2 separate regions of the Ovis aries genome follow, and region 1 is linked to region 2. Evidence: chromatin contacts called from public Hi-C data. All regions are on one chromosome and are shown on one strand. Each heading gives the region's core, a stretch centred on a gene start, on an enhancer-like site or on the middle of the called end of the contact. The rest is flanking DNA. Distances are from core to core; before and after follow the strand shown. Region 1 overlaps VPS37C (VPS37C subunit of ESCRT-I). Region 2 holds the start of TMEM109 (transmembrane protein 109).

Region 1 (6,953 bases), core at 3,210-5,709, 200 kb before region 2:
AACCTCCGTACCCCACACAGCCCCAGCCCTCAGGCCCCCTCCAGCCCCCCTACCCCCCCGGGCCCGCTCCTCCCTATGGGTTCCCCCCACCTCAGGGTCCCACCTGGCCTGGCTATTAGGCACAGTCCTGGCCCTCGGCCCTTCCCTACTCCCACCTGTACCACAGCCTTCAGCCCACCCCTTGCTGAGATTCGAGGCTAAATTAAGTGGAGTTGGCTCCACGTGGACTTGGGTCACCCAGGAGCCTGAGGGGACCCAGCTGGGAGTGCACAGGTCTGGAAAGGCTGACCAGGCACTGTGACTGGCTTGGCCACACCAGGCGGTTCCAGGGCCTGTGGGCCTCCCAGGGGAAGGGAGCACCTGGCTTCCGTGGCAGGCGATAGCTTTCCTGGTGCTCACCAGGCAGGGAGTTCAGTCCTCCCCATGGGTGCCCGCGCCTGTGGACATCTCCTTGTGACTGCACGGACTCACGGATGCCTGAACCCAGTGCGGAGTTATCTCAGCGAGGGTCTGGCTGGCCCCTGCTCACTCCCTCCCTCTTCTCTGGGATTTAGCAAGTGCAACCACGGTGCCCACTCCAAGAGAGGCAGCTCTCTGTGTCTCTTGGTGCGTTCAAGGATGGCCCATCACACGCTCCATGGCAGAGTTGAATCAGGGGGAGAGAACAGAGGTAGGCAAAACAATGAGTGATTTTCACGTCGATGTCAGGTCAGCTTGTCCTGTGTGCTGCCGTTTGAACAACAGCAGCAGTGCCCGTGCAGGGAGCAGGCCGAGGACCGTAGAGGCGGATCCTAGACCTTGCTGGCTCTGGTTGGAGAATCCAGGGACTGCCTTGGACCCTCTGGCTGCAGGAGAGCTGGCAGTTCTTGTCCAGGAGACCATGGTCATATCAGGGGCTCATTTAGGAGAAGGCTGGGTTGCCTCCCCAGCCACCTCCCTGTCTGGATCTCCCTGCTTCTGGTTGACTTCTGTGGCTCAGCCCCATCCTGTCCACTCCTTTAGTGCCTTGAATCTCATCCACGGCAGCCCCCTCCCTTCCTTTGACTCTCTCCTGTAACTCTTCATGACCCCCTAAAGCCCTCCTAAGACAGACATCAAAAGATGCCCTAACAGTTACTTCTCCTGTGGTGCTTTGTAAAACACCATCCCTATGTCGGAGTCATTTCTTTGCATCTCTCTTATCTTCAGAATGTAAAGGGCAGGGACAATGACTCTGAGCCACACACAGGCCCCACCACGCTGGGGGCTTTCAGCACGCAGTTCAGTAATAAAAATGACAATAGACCAAAGGGGGTTGTGATGAATGAAGCATTACCTTGGTGGTTACCAGATGTGAACCAGGTCTCAAGGGCAGACTCTGGAGCTGCTATCTGTTAGGAAGTCATATGTGCCTTGAATTGTCCATTACCCTAGTACCCAGCACCTGGTGGGCCTGGGGTGCTGGGGGCCAAAGAGGAAACTCAACTTTCTGGTGCCTGCCCCTCCCGCCCCGCCCTGCCCGGCCTGCGTGCCATCAGTGGGTGCGTGCGATGAGATGCTCAGTCAGCCCTGTCGGTCCCTGACCAGTCGTGCTTGCTTCTCATAAGTTATTTATACAGAGAAATCACTAATGGACTCTACTGGTTCGAGTACTTCTGTACTGGATGAGCGATTGCTGGTATGTTTGTATAATTAATTGCCATAATAAACTTTGATGAGTTACGGCTCTTCTGTCCATGAAGCTGCAGTGAATTTGAGAAGTGGCTGCCTGTGTGGGACATGGATTTTGTCAACTGAAAGGAAAACGTAAGACTTGTGGATTTCAGTTTTACTTGGAGATCTTACGGCAGGTTATAGCCTGAGGAGCAAACCCTCAGTACCTCTGAAAAGATGCTCCAGAGAGGTAGGGGGAGAAGCCAGTGTATATATTTTGACTAGGGAATAGGTGCTAGCAAGCACCTCTAGGTGTCACCCTACGGTTGTTCTCCGCTGTGCTCTTTCATGCGTCTCCGTTTCTCCCTTTAGCAGTCTAAAACCACTGTGGGCATGCAGGTCCCTGGATGGCCAGTCTTCATGTGAGGGTCCCTGGACTAGGTAGTTTTTAAAAGTAACAAGTGGATTTCCCTGCAGGGCTGCTGGATATCGTGAGGATTCACCTTTCACCAGTTCTTTTCATTTCTCAGTTGCCTGAGAAAATCATGAATAGCTGGTGAGAGCTGTGTCCCTTATCTTTGGAGCTTAAAGGCCTTGTATGGTATCTTCACTTTTGTCCTGACAAACCCCACTAAACTGCCAATTTTGTGAAAGATGTCAGGCCAACTGCCTACCTAATGACCCTGTCCAAACCTCAGTGTCTCTCAACTGGACAATTTTCTCAGTATCTTTCAGCTGAGCCCTTTCTTTGTATCTTTCAACTGAGAAATCAGGTACCTTTTTATCTGCTACCAAATTGAACTCAGGATTGTCAGACAAGATGAGAGCTCTGAGGCTCAGGAGAGAGTCACCCAGTATTCTGGACTAGTGAGAAGGCAGACAGGCTCAAGGGGCCCTTGTTGGTACCAGGGCTCCAGATCCTTGGAGAATATCAGGTGAAGGAGACAAGTCTGCTGTGGGTCTCTTTGTGGTCACCCAAACTGTCAACTGAAAGAAAAATGCACAGTGTAAGAGCTGTGGGTTTGTTTTATTGAGGGACCCTACTGTAGGACTGTTACTCAGGAAACAGCTTCTCAGTAGCTCAGAGAAGCCAGTATAGAAACTGTTTTGGCAGTCAGGCACATATCTTGGTTAAAAAGAAAAAATGTGACTGTTAGTTGTGATGATCAGATAGGTCAGTTAATGATTTTAGTGTTTTCTACGCACAAAAACTGAAAGTGAAAGTCGCTCAGTCGTGTCCGACTTTTTGCAACCTCATGGACTGTACCGTCCATGGAATTCTCCAGGCCAGAATACTGAGGTGGGTGTAGTCTTTCCCTTCTCCAGGAGATCTTGCCAACTCAGGGATCAAACCCAGGTCTCCTGCATTGCAGGGGGATTCTTTTTTAATTTATTTATTTTAATTGGAGGCTAGTTACTTTATAATATTATAGTGGTTTTGTCATACATTGACATGAATCAGCCATGGGTGTACATGTTCCCCATCCTGAACCCCCTCCCACCTCCCTCCCCATCCCATCCCTCTGGGTCATCCCAGTGCACCAGCCCTGAGCACCCTGTCTCATGCATCAAACCCGGACTGGCTATCTGTTTCACATATGATAATATACATGTTTCAATGCTATTCTCTCAAATCATCCCACCCTCGCCTTCTCCCACAGAGTCCAAAAGACTGTTGTATACATCTGTGTCTCTTTTGCTGTCTCACATGTAGGGTTATCATTACCATCTTTCTAAATTCCATATATATGTGTTAGTATACTGTATTGGTGTTTTTCTTTCTGGCTTACTTCACTCTGTATAATAGGCTTCAGTTTCATCCACCTCATTAGAACTGATTCAAATGTATTCTTTTTAATGGCTGAGTAATATTCCATTGTGTATATGTACCACAGCTTTCTTATCCATTCGTCTGCTGATGGACATCTTGCAGGGGGATTCTTTACCAGCTGAGCCACCAGGGAAGCCCAAGAATACTGGAGTGGGTAGCCTTTCCCTTCTCCAGCAGAATCTTCCTGACCCAGGAATCACACTGGGGTCTTCTGCATTGTAGGCAGATTCTTTACCAACTGAGCTAAGGTGCAAGATGGGTTCATTAAAAATTTTTCTGGGACTTCCCTGGTGGCCCAGTGGTTAACAGTCTGCCTGCCAATGCTGGGGACACAGGTTAGATCCCCGGTCCAGGAATTAAGATCCCACATGCCTCAGGGCAACTAAGCCCACTTACCGCAACTACCGAGCCCTCACACGCTGGAGTCGGAGCTGCACAAGAGAGGCCACTGCAGTGAAAAGCATGGATACTGCAACCAAAGAGGAGCCCCCACTCGCCAGAAACAGAGAAAGCCTGCACCAGCGATGAAGAGCCCGTGTGCCACAACGAAGACCCAGTGCGGCCAAAAATGAAAGGACAAACAAAGCTATGATTTGAAAAGAAAAGATCCTCAGCCTGTTTTTCCAAAGTATGGAGTACCGTATCCTCTTTTTCATCCTAAATGCCTTCCAGGGCGCACTGGCTAATGACTTAATCCGCGTAGAACTGGGCAGTGTTCTTTGTTTTGCTATTTCTTCCACAGCCTTCAGGGTCATGCTCTGCTGAAAGGCCTGTTTGATTCACGTTCACAGAGCCCCATCTTTCTGCATATTGTCGCCTCTATTCCTTCACCCCCGGGGGGCTTGGCTTTTACAGTATTTCCCTTTCCAGCTTTTGCTCTCTGGCTTTCTTTCCATCTGAAACATTTTCAGATGGAACCGGCTCGCTTGCGGTGTTCTGGGTGCAGAGCTTGGGCGGTGCAAGGCCACAGATGCCCACTAGGTGGCGCGCGAGTCTCATCGGCGCCCAGGAGGGGCCCCATTACTGCCACCTGCTGGGCTGACCGGGACAGTCAGCCTGTCCGCCTGTCCAGGATCTCCAGAGGGGTCCGAGTCTTCGCATTCCATTTCTAAACGGAGACCGAGGGGCAGCAGGCTGCTAAACTGGCTGTGGAGCCAAGCTGTCTTCTGCCACCACCCAGCCTGCCTCCCTCTCCAGCTCCCCCTGAACTCAGCCTGGTCATCGTGAGCCCTGGAAAGGCATCTTCTGCCTTTCAGCCGAAGAGCAGCTTTGGTGGAGTCAGGAGACCAGGCTTCTGAGGGACCCTTGAATCGTCCCTTCTGCTTTTCCTTCCTTGCAAGGTGTCCTCATCAGGACAGGCTGCCTGTGAGTGATGCCCAGAGATGCTGAGAATCACCAGTCTTGAGTACTCAATAGGGCCTCACCTTGTATTAACCTTGGCTGTGCATTATCTCATGGGCACCTCTCAGCAGCCCTTTGGCCCCCAAGTTTAAACAGAGGGAGGAGAATGCAGGGTGGGTGGTTCAGTGACCAAGTCACTCACCTGGGGGCGTCAGGATGAGACTTGCACCCAGCTCTGATCTGGCTGCTGAGATACCTTTGTGATTCCAGAAGTCATCAGGCCTCCTCGAGACACCACAGTCCTGAGAAAAGCTTGGGGAACCTAAGCTGCAAATCCACATACGCTCCGGTCAGAGCGTTACGGTCCCTTCGCCCCTCCCGAACTCTGACCTTGCCTTGCAAGTGTGTTGGGGGCTGGGGATGTCAGAGCACCAGGGAGAGCTAGGAGACCCCTGAGCTGTGTAGGAAGCTGAGCATCTCACAGGGTGGTGGGAGGCACAATCAAGTCAGAGCTTTGGGTTGCTCCCAAAGTGGTAGCCAGGGGCACCCAGGGACTAGAGAGAGCAAGCACCACTTTCTAAGTGGCTTGATGGAGACTGAGGCTGGTCACTTGGGGCTGGCTGCCCCCGCTGCTCTTCACTCTGGCTCTCAGGCCCTCCCCCCGCGTCCACCCCCGCCCTGCATCCGCCACATGAAATCACTGGGTGTCCTCTGCCAGACCGCAGTGGGCCTCTCACTGTGTGTGGGCTGCTTGGGGCCAGAACCTAAGTGTCAAGTTCAGAGCCTCACAGATTTCTCGCTCGGTGAGAAGAAGGCTTAGCTCTGTTAGCTGCCATGAGGCCATCTGAAATGTCCTTTTAGGGTAGTCCCATTCAGCACTCCCAGACCCTAGAGGCATGACAGGTTTGGAGCTAGGCTTGGTTCTTGGTTATCAGAGTGAGCTTTTTTATAGGGTCCCCAGCGTCATGGCAGCCCACTCCAGTACTCTTGCCTGGAAATTCCCATGGACGGAGGAGCCTGGTAGGCTGCAGTCTATGGGGTCGCGAAGAGTCGGACACGACTGAGCAACTTCCTTTTCACTTTTCACTTTCATGCATTGGAGGAAATGGCAACCCACTCCAGTGTTCTTGCCTGGAGCATCCCAGGGACGGGGGAGCCTAGTGGGCTGCCATCTATGGGGTCACACAGAGTCGGACACGACTGAAGTGACTTAGCAGTAGCAGTAGCAGTGTCCTAGACATAACATGAGGAGAATGTGCTAGGAGAATGAGGAGAATCTGGTTGCCCATGAGAGTCAGGTGGATGACATGCTTCAGGGGAGTGGGCCGGGTAGGGGGGTTACACAGGGGGATGCCACCCTCTGGCTTACGTAGAGGGCTGAAGGATAGGGAGTGGGGCTGCAGTGTGGACCCAGGGTGGGCCCAGGTCGCAGCGGAGCATCCTCCAAGTCTGAGGGAGATCCCATGAGCTTCTCATCACAGGAGCAGCACTGACCAGCAGCCTGTGGGCTGTGTCTGCCCACCACGGCTGGGAGCGGACAGAGGCACCTCCGAGGTTCGGGTAGCTCCCACTCTGTTGCTTAACCAAATGTTCCTCCTGGAGATGTATCACCCGACCCCCTTTCTGGTCAAAGGCAGTTTTTTGGGGGGGAAGTGTGTTTTTAAAGTAGGCCGAGATAGCTATGAGGCCACTGAATGGTGGCCAAGCTATAGATGTAAGAGCTTTTGCTCAGAAAAGGGGCTGATAAGAGACATTTGGTGCCCCAGGCCCTTTGCACCCCAGTTCCCTTTGGAGGATCCTCCCTCTGAGGAGGGTCCCCAGGACAGGAGTCTGCCGGGTGACTCCTAGCCCCCAGGTGACTGGGTGTCCCTGTTTCTGGATTCCTGGCATGGTCGGGGTAGGGCCATACCCTGGCCTCTCCCATGATGGAGTCCTCAGTAAGGGGCGGGTGGGAGGTCTGGCTGGAGGGTGTTGGTGGGGACGGGGCTGGCCTGGCTCTCTGGCATGCTCGTGCCCCTCCAGCTCCCTCATTATGTGAGCACACCCCTCACCCCTGCCATGTCCTTCTAGAAATTTCCTTTTGCTCTTCCAGAGTTGGCTTTTGTGAATTGGACCATTGATATCTGTTGCTCCCAGTGGACACAGGGCC
Region 2 (7,175 bases), core at 3,015-5,514:
AAAAAAAAACTTAGAAGCCACTACCTTCTACCTTATTACTTAACTGTCTGAGTTTCAGTCTCCTCAAATCTAAAATGGGATCAAATGAGGTTAAGAGTTAATGCAAGTAGTTAACATGTTTCTACAAGAACTTTGTAAACTATAAACATCTATAGGAAAGTTGTAGCCCACAAATTGCCAATTTACCACTCATTGCACTTAGCATAATTTAGCAGTTTTTATGCCTGCCTTCCCCAATAGACTTTGAACACCTCCCCTTCAGACTTGACAGCTAACCTTCCTTGGAATCCCCAGCTCTAGAACAGAACAATGACTAATAAATGTTCGTTAAATGAGTGTCAGAAGCCCGCCAAGAAGCGGTGAGCACGACAACGGAGAGCCAAGGAGAGGTACGAAGAGGACTATTTTAAAGTTGATCCAAATATGCAGCAGCCACTCAAAAAGCACAGCTGCGTGGAAAGGAAGCTCCTAAACCGGGCGAAGCTGCTACTCGGGAGTATGAAGTCAGCATCCTGGCAGGTGGGGGCAGCCCCCGCTAAACCCCTAACAGCTGCTGCCCAGCAACTGTTTGGGGGCAGGGCGACGAGCAAAGGGGCAGCTTCCCATGCGCACGGCGCCTTTCCCAGGGCCCGGCCTCCCCGAGCCAGGGTGTCAGTGGCACGCTTGTGCTAGCTTGTGCTATTTCGAACAGCGTGTCCCCTGCCAAGGCTGCTGGGTGACGTCGCCGGCAAGGGACGCCGCGCGGCCCAGGGGTTCGGGATACCCCCAAAGGGTTCGGAGCGAAGCCGCGGGAAGTCGAGTCGTAGCCAGGAGTCGGGGTCTAGGGGCTCAGCGCTGGCCTCGTCCCGCAAACCTGACAGCCGCGTGTCCTCGACAGGACCTTGGAGCAGCACCGCGAAGTCTTCTCCCCGGAAACGCGCGCCTCTCCTGTTACTTAGTAACGACGCCCCCTGTTGCATAGCAACGAGGATCCGGGTCTATAGTTAAAAGACTGTCCGCCACGCGACTTCGGACCCCTCCCCACAGGCGCTCTCCAGGCCTCGATGCCGCCGGGCTCCCACCTGTAGCGGCCGCCGCCATCCAGTCCCGCGTGCAGCCCCCGAGCCCCAGTCTCAGCTTGCACTCACCGGGCTCTGGCCACCGCTGCTCTCCACGTGCGACTTTACTAAAACGCGGCACTACACCCGCGTTTTACAACACACTCAACTCTGGGGCGTTGGTTTATCGTCTGCGCACGCGCAAGGCGGGACGCGCCCGGACCTGCGAGCCGCCCAAAAGGCCTAAACCCGGTGCCGGTCAGCGCATGCGCTCTACTCTCCGCTTGCGTATTTATCCTTGGCATTCCCACCGGGAGAATAATGGAGTCGGAAGTTCGAGCTGGGAACGGAAGTCTCTGGCAGGAAAGGGGAAAGTGACTATATCTGGACTATAGAGTGGGTAAACTTCATTTTAAAATTTGGAATGGAAGCTTGCTGCTGCTGCTGCTAAGTCGCTTCAGTCGTGTCCGACTCTGTGCGACCCCATAGATGGCAGCCCACCAGGCTCCCCTGTCCCTGGGATTCTCCAGGCAAGAACACTGGAGTGGGTTGCCATTGCCTTCTCCAATGCATGAAAGTGAAGTCGCTCAGTCCTGTCTGACTCTTCGCGACCCCATGGACTGCAGCCCACCAGGCTTCTCTGTCCATGGGATTTTCCAGGCAAGAGTACTGGAGTGGGGTGCCATCGCCTTCTCCGAATGGAAGCTTGCTGCTGCTGCTAAGTCGCTTCAGTTGTGTCCGATTCTATGCGACTCCATAGACGGCAGCCCACCAGGCTCCCCCGTCCCTGAGATTCTCCAGGCAAGAACACTAGAGTGGGTTGCCATTTCCTTTTCCAATGCGTGAAAGTGAAGTCGCTCAGTCGTGTCCGACTCTTAGCGACCCCATGGACTGCAGCCCACCAGGCTCCTCCATCCATGGGATTTTCTAGGCAAGAGTACTGGAGTGGGGTGCCATTGCCTTCTCCACGAATGGAAGCTTATCTGCCTCTAAAAAAAAAAAAAACCCTTGGCATATGGGGCATTGTAGTTCTTCAGCTACGTGGGGGCCCCTGAGGCATTGTGGGAAATGTAGTTCTAAGAAAGGGGAGCCTGAGCGCACCTGGTCTTTTGAGAAATTTTTTCGCGCTTAAAAGACACAAAGGGGAAACGGTGTTAGAAGAGCAGTTAAGAGGCGCTCAACCGGGAAAATGCATCCTTTCCCTCTGAGATCATTTCCACTCCTGAACTCTGCAGATGGTTCCTAAATGTTCTCTCAGTTTTAGAGAGGGCTTGGCACTACCAGACCCATTTCAATCAAAAAGGCAGCATTGTGAGGGAGAACGCCGCGGGATTTGGAATGAAGAGGTCTTTTGCCTGCTTTGTTATTCTGCCAGGTCACTTCATCTCTCTGGATGTCCTTATTTCAACTTTATTATTGTTTGAAAGAAAACTATAGGCTTGAAATGGAGTCACTTGTTAGGACAAGTCCCTAATCCGGGAGTTAATACCTGTCGTAGCTTAAATTTCAACGTCACCCAGAAATGTAGTCTTAACGAGTTAGTCAGGAATTTTTTGGTCAGCACCAACGGGCTCTCAACTGCCCCCAAAGGAAACTGAAATAATCTGCCATATAGATCCCTTCAGTTCCCCATAAAATATGTTACCTATGCCTGCAGTGCCGGAGAACTGGGTTCTATCCCTGGGTTGGGAAGATATCCTGGAGAACAGAAAGGCTACCCACTGTAGTATTCTGGCCTGGAAAATTCCATGGACTGTATAGTCCATGGGGGTCGAAAAGAGTTGGACAGGACTACGCAACTCTTCACTTTCACGCCTAAAGTAATCTTTTTTTCTGTTTATGGATTCTATGTCCTACGTTTGAAAACCTTTTCTTTACTATAGCTCTTTGGAGATATGGGATGCTGCCTAATTTATGAATCTCCCATAACTAATTAGATATTTGAAATGTATTTGGCTGAATTTTGTTTTTTAATTCTATAAAGTACTAAAAGTGTTCCAGTGAGAAAAAGGAAAAAGTTTTCTGTTAGGTTTTGCAAGAAGTCTCATGACAGAGATGGGATTAAGAACGGCATTTCTGGCAGTTCTGAGGGTGATGGGCAGAGAGGGAAGGGTCCTGTAGAAGGGGGCTCATAGGGGAAGCTGTTTTTGGTGTCTGGGATTGGAGGTGGTCAAGCTGGATATTGAGGTGGAGCCAAGGGAGTGAGTGGCAAGAGGCGTAGTCACCAGAGGGCTGGGCTGTGAGGATGGTGGGAGAGGGGAAGACATGGGAGAAGTTGGCAAGGGCAATAGAGGGGGGGGTTGGTGTGGGGGAGGTCGGTGAAGCTGGGCATGAAGGGAGGGGTGGATATAGAGGCGGCTTTGTCACAGGAGGGCTGGGTAGTGAGGGCAGTGGAGGAGGGGAAGACATGGGAGAAGTTGGCAAGGGCGATAGAAGAATTTCAGAAGGGGAACAGTGGGTTTATAGGGTGGGACGGGAGAGCAGCAGCCAGAAAGCCTGTATGCAGGGTACCTCAGACCATTTTCCCGACTTCTGTCAGTAATTATCTAAGTCACGGAGGATGTTAAAATAGAAAGTTCTGATTGGTGGCCATTGTGAGCTGTTATCTAAAGAATATTGGGGCCATGCCTCAGAACAAAGGAAGGTTAAGCGTTTGGAATGAATTTCTCCGGAGATATGTAGAGTTCTGAGGTTGGTGAGTAGACATTCTAGCGGTGTAGACCAGGGCTGGTCAGCCTTGGAGGCAGCCGCCCCCATGGCGACTATGAAACGAAGGTCCTGGACCAGTCATTAACGGGGCTGGGAGTGGTCCGGTCAGGCGTCCCCGAACGGGCTATCAACCCAGCGAGGAGGTCACTCAGCCAAGATGAACGTCTCCAAATTGACAGGCGGCGAGGAAGCAAGCCTGGCTTGCAGAGGAGGGGTCCAAAAGCAGCCGCGATTTACAGGAACCAGGACACCCTAGGCATAATCGCAACGGGAGCAACAACCCCCAGAGCCCAACTGATGGAACTTACCCCGTATCCTGCCAGATGGTTGAATGGTCCCGGAGGGGTGACAGGGTGACCTGGTCCGGTGCGGGCCAGACCCGAGGGGACCGCAAATCCCACTCGTCGCGGGATGGGCCCTCACCTTGGGCCCCACGTTGGGCGCCAAATGTTAGGTAAAAGATCAAGACACCAAAAGAGTGTCTAACAGGGTTTTAATGGCGAAGCACTCCTGGGCGGGGTTCCCTGACCCGAACGAGGCAGGTCGAGGTAGTCCGTGCCCGGACTGTGTTGGGGGTGGTTTTTATACGTTTGTTGCGAGGGATGGTCAGGCTAGATGGACGGGAGTTCGGATAGGTCGCCAGGCCGAGGCGTCACGGGCTGACAGGTCCTTCTACGTGGCTGGGGTGGGGCAGCTTTAGCTGGCGAAGTGTGCTGTTATTGGTCCCCAGGATCTGGGAGGCTCCTTCTGTTAAAGACCTCTCCTGCTGGCGGGGGAGAGAAAGGGGCAGCCCATCATGGCCCCTGGGGTCCGACCTTACATTTTCTTTTTTTCTCTTGCCCTTTTCTGAAGCACTTTTTGTACTTTGAATGTTCCTATCTGTAGTCAGTGCGTGCCTGCATGCAAAATTCGTTCAGTCCTGTCGGTTGGAACTCTGTGACCCTGTGGGTTATAGCCCTATGGGCTCCTCTGTCCATGGGATTTTCCATACAAGAATCCCAGTGGATTGCAATTTTCTCATCCAGGGGAACTTCCTGACCCAGGGATCAAACCTGGGTCTCCAGCATTGCAGCCAGATTCTTTACCAACTGAGTCACCAGGGGAAGGCTCCAGTACAATTCAGGAAAGACAATGGACCCAATTAACAGGCTGCTTGACTCCAGTCTATAACTGTTTTTGAAACAGTGCAAGAGGAAGAAGAATATAAGATTCTTACACCTTTGTTCTTTGTCACTGACCGTAGACTGTGTGCCCTCACCTATATAATCCCTTGATTTCTCGAGGAAGGGAGGCCCAGTGCCTGAGGATTGGAGCCACCATTCTATTTCCTCCAAACCTTGTCTCCATATTTTATTTGGCTTCAGTGGGCAGAGAAAGCCAAGATTTTTGGACAACATGAGAAGATCCTAACATACATCTTCACTTAGCAGGTATGGAGATTCAAGGAAATAAGTGGAGTGAACTTTTTCTGATGAAGTAAGTGGAGTTTTTTGTTTTTTAAATTTAAGTTGCTGTCTAAATGCTTTTATGTAGGTAAGTTCCCCTTTGATGTTCCTGAAACAGTTCTGAAACTCAACACTCTAAAACAGAAATCTATTTTTTCCCTCTCCCTCCCTGAATCAGCTTTTTGATTCTGCCTTCCATAGCTCTGAGGAACTACTCCCAAGAGGTAGAGGAGAGGCCAGTATATCTGTAACTTTGGTAAGCGGTGTGTGCAATCCAGCTTACATCTTAGTAGAAGGTTACTGCTGGTCAAGAGGAACAGGTATCTCAGTTCATGATTTTAATGCTTTTCTAAGTATGGAAAAATGCAAGAATTGGGGTTCACAAAAAATGTTCCTATCGTATCTAGCTATCTAAGGGTCTGTTTTGCCTGTTTTCTCAAAGCATAGTGGCTCAACCTGTTCATGCTGAATTTCTTTCAGGGTGTATTGTAGGTCAGTGCTGAGGACTTAATCTAGGTGAAACTGGATGGTGAGTGACATTCCTTGTTTTACAGTGCCACCTTGTGGTACTAAATTTAACCAAGGTTTGGGAGTCGTTTCATAACCAAATTGTCCCATGGTGCCAGGAAGGCTTATTCCTAGGTCAAGTGAGGATTCCCTTGATATGCCACTCAGTGCATTATTAATGTCCCTGTTAATAGTAGCATGAAAGTATCTGAACCACTTGTCTCACTGGTCTGCTGTGTTTCAGGAAATGATTCCCTTTTGTTGCCTCTTCTGTGGCTCAGTGGGTAAAGGGTCTGCCTACAATGCAGGAGATCCGGGTTCCATCCCTGGGTTGGGAAGATCCTCTGGAGAAGGAAATGGCAACCCACTCCAGTACTCTTGCCTGGAAAATCCCATGGACTGAGAAGCCTGGTAGGCTACAATCCATGGGGTTGCAAAGAGTTGGACACAACTGAGCGACTTTCCCTCCCATATCTAGATTTACACTATTGTTCAGTTGTTAAGTGGTGTCTGACTCTTTGTGACCCCATGGACTGCAGCATGCCAGGCTTCTCTGTCCAGAGTTACATTATTACAATTATTTTAATTTTATATAGAACTATATGTTTGGCCAGGGCTTCCCTGGTGGTTCAGTGGGAAAGAATCTGCTTGCCAATGCAAGTGACTCAGGAGAGCCAGGTTCAATTCCTGGGTTGGGAAGATCTCCTGGAGTAGGAAATGGCGACCCACTCGAGTATTCTTGCCTAGAGAATTCCATGGACAGAGGAGCCTGGTGCACTGAGTCTATGGAGTCGCAAGGAGTCGAACACAACTTAGGGACTAAACAGCTGTATATTTGGTCGACTGTCTCAAGCTGCTTAGTCATCAAAATATTTGTCAGAATCTCAGTTGCACTTTGGGTAATATGAAAAACAACAATCTTGTAGAGTAAGCAGAATACAGGGAGTACAGTTAGTAGCATTTTTTAAAATCTTAAGTAAGGATTTTTAAAATTTATTTATTTGCCCGCACCAAGTCCTAGTTGTGGAGTGAGGGATGTTTAGTTTCGGCATACAAATTCTTAGTTGCAGCATGTGGGGTCTTGGTCCCTGACCAGAAACAGAACCCTGGCCCCCTGCATTGAAAGTGTGGAGTCTTAGCTGCTGGGCCACCAGGGAAGTCCCTTAAGTTAGCATTTAAACCAAGAACCTCCACTGGATGTGAGCCCTGGTCACCTGACCCATCTGTTCCATACCAATCACTATCTTTAAGGGTAATGATAAGTTGACGTTGTTCATAAGGCACTCAGCCCAATTTCCTAATGTTATTAAGCTCATTATCCCTAGTATAATTTAATTGTTCCCACCATAAGGAAGCCTTTAAATTTAAATGACTATAGCCTGGTATTAACAATATAAATCCATCCCATAATTGAGGGACGGTCTCTCCCAATAAGCAGGAGGTTATGATTTTTGACTGACATTTAGCTCATTGTTCT

What was found. Hi-C and Micro-C count contacts between places; a contact is called where the count stands out from the background.
Region 1: a Hi-C map of hypothalamus shows a contact between it and region 2, with 5 times the contacts expected there. The contact joins the enhancer-like site here to the promoter of TMEM109 in region 2. A contact is called at or near these places in 9 of 16 Hi-C or Micro-C datasets (blood, hypothalamus, liver and 3 more).

What each region holds. Positions count from the first base shown.
Region 1 is chr21:34,817,882-34,824,834 of ARS-UI_Ramb_v3.0, reverse strand. It overlaps VPS37C (VPS37C subunit of ESCRT-I), which reads left to right. Exons shown (of 6, transcript XM_060404285.1): 6 at 1-1,720. The coding sequence ends at 119. Among named protein-coding and RNA genes, the nearest start is that of CD5, 27 kb to the right of the region's middle. Within about 2 kb of position 4,459, at least 7 of the 54 cell types and tissues checked have an H3K27ac peak or open chromatin away from gene starts, as enhancers often do. A contact at or near this core is called in hypothalamus, where this site is marked.
Region 2 is chr21:34,620,550-34,627,724 of ARS-UI_Ramb_v3.0, reverse strand. It overlaps TMEM109 (transmembrane protein 109), which reads right to left and starts at 4,264. Exons shown (of 4, transcript XM_042237980.2): 1 at 4,055-4,264. LOC106990353 (a long non-coding RNA gene) reads left to right here and starts at 1,338. Exons shown (of 3, transcript XR_009597936.1): 1 at 1,338-1,433; 2 at 5,177-5,222.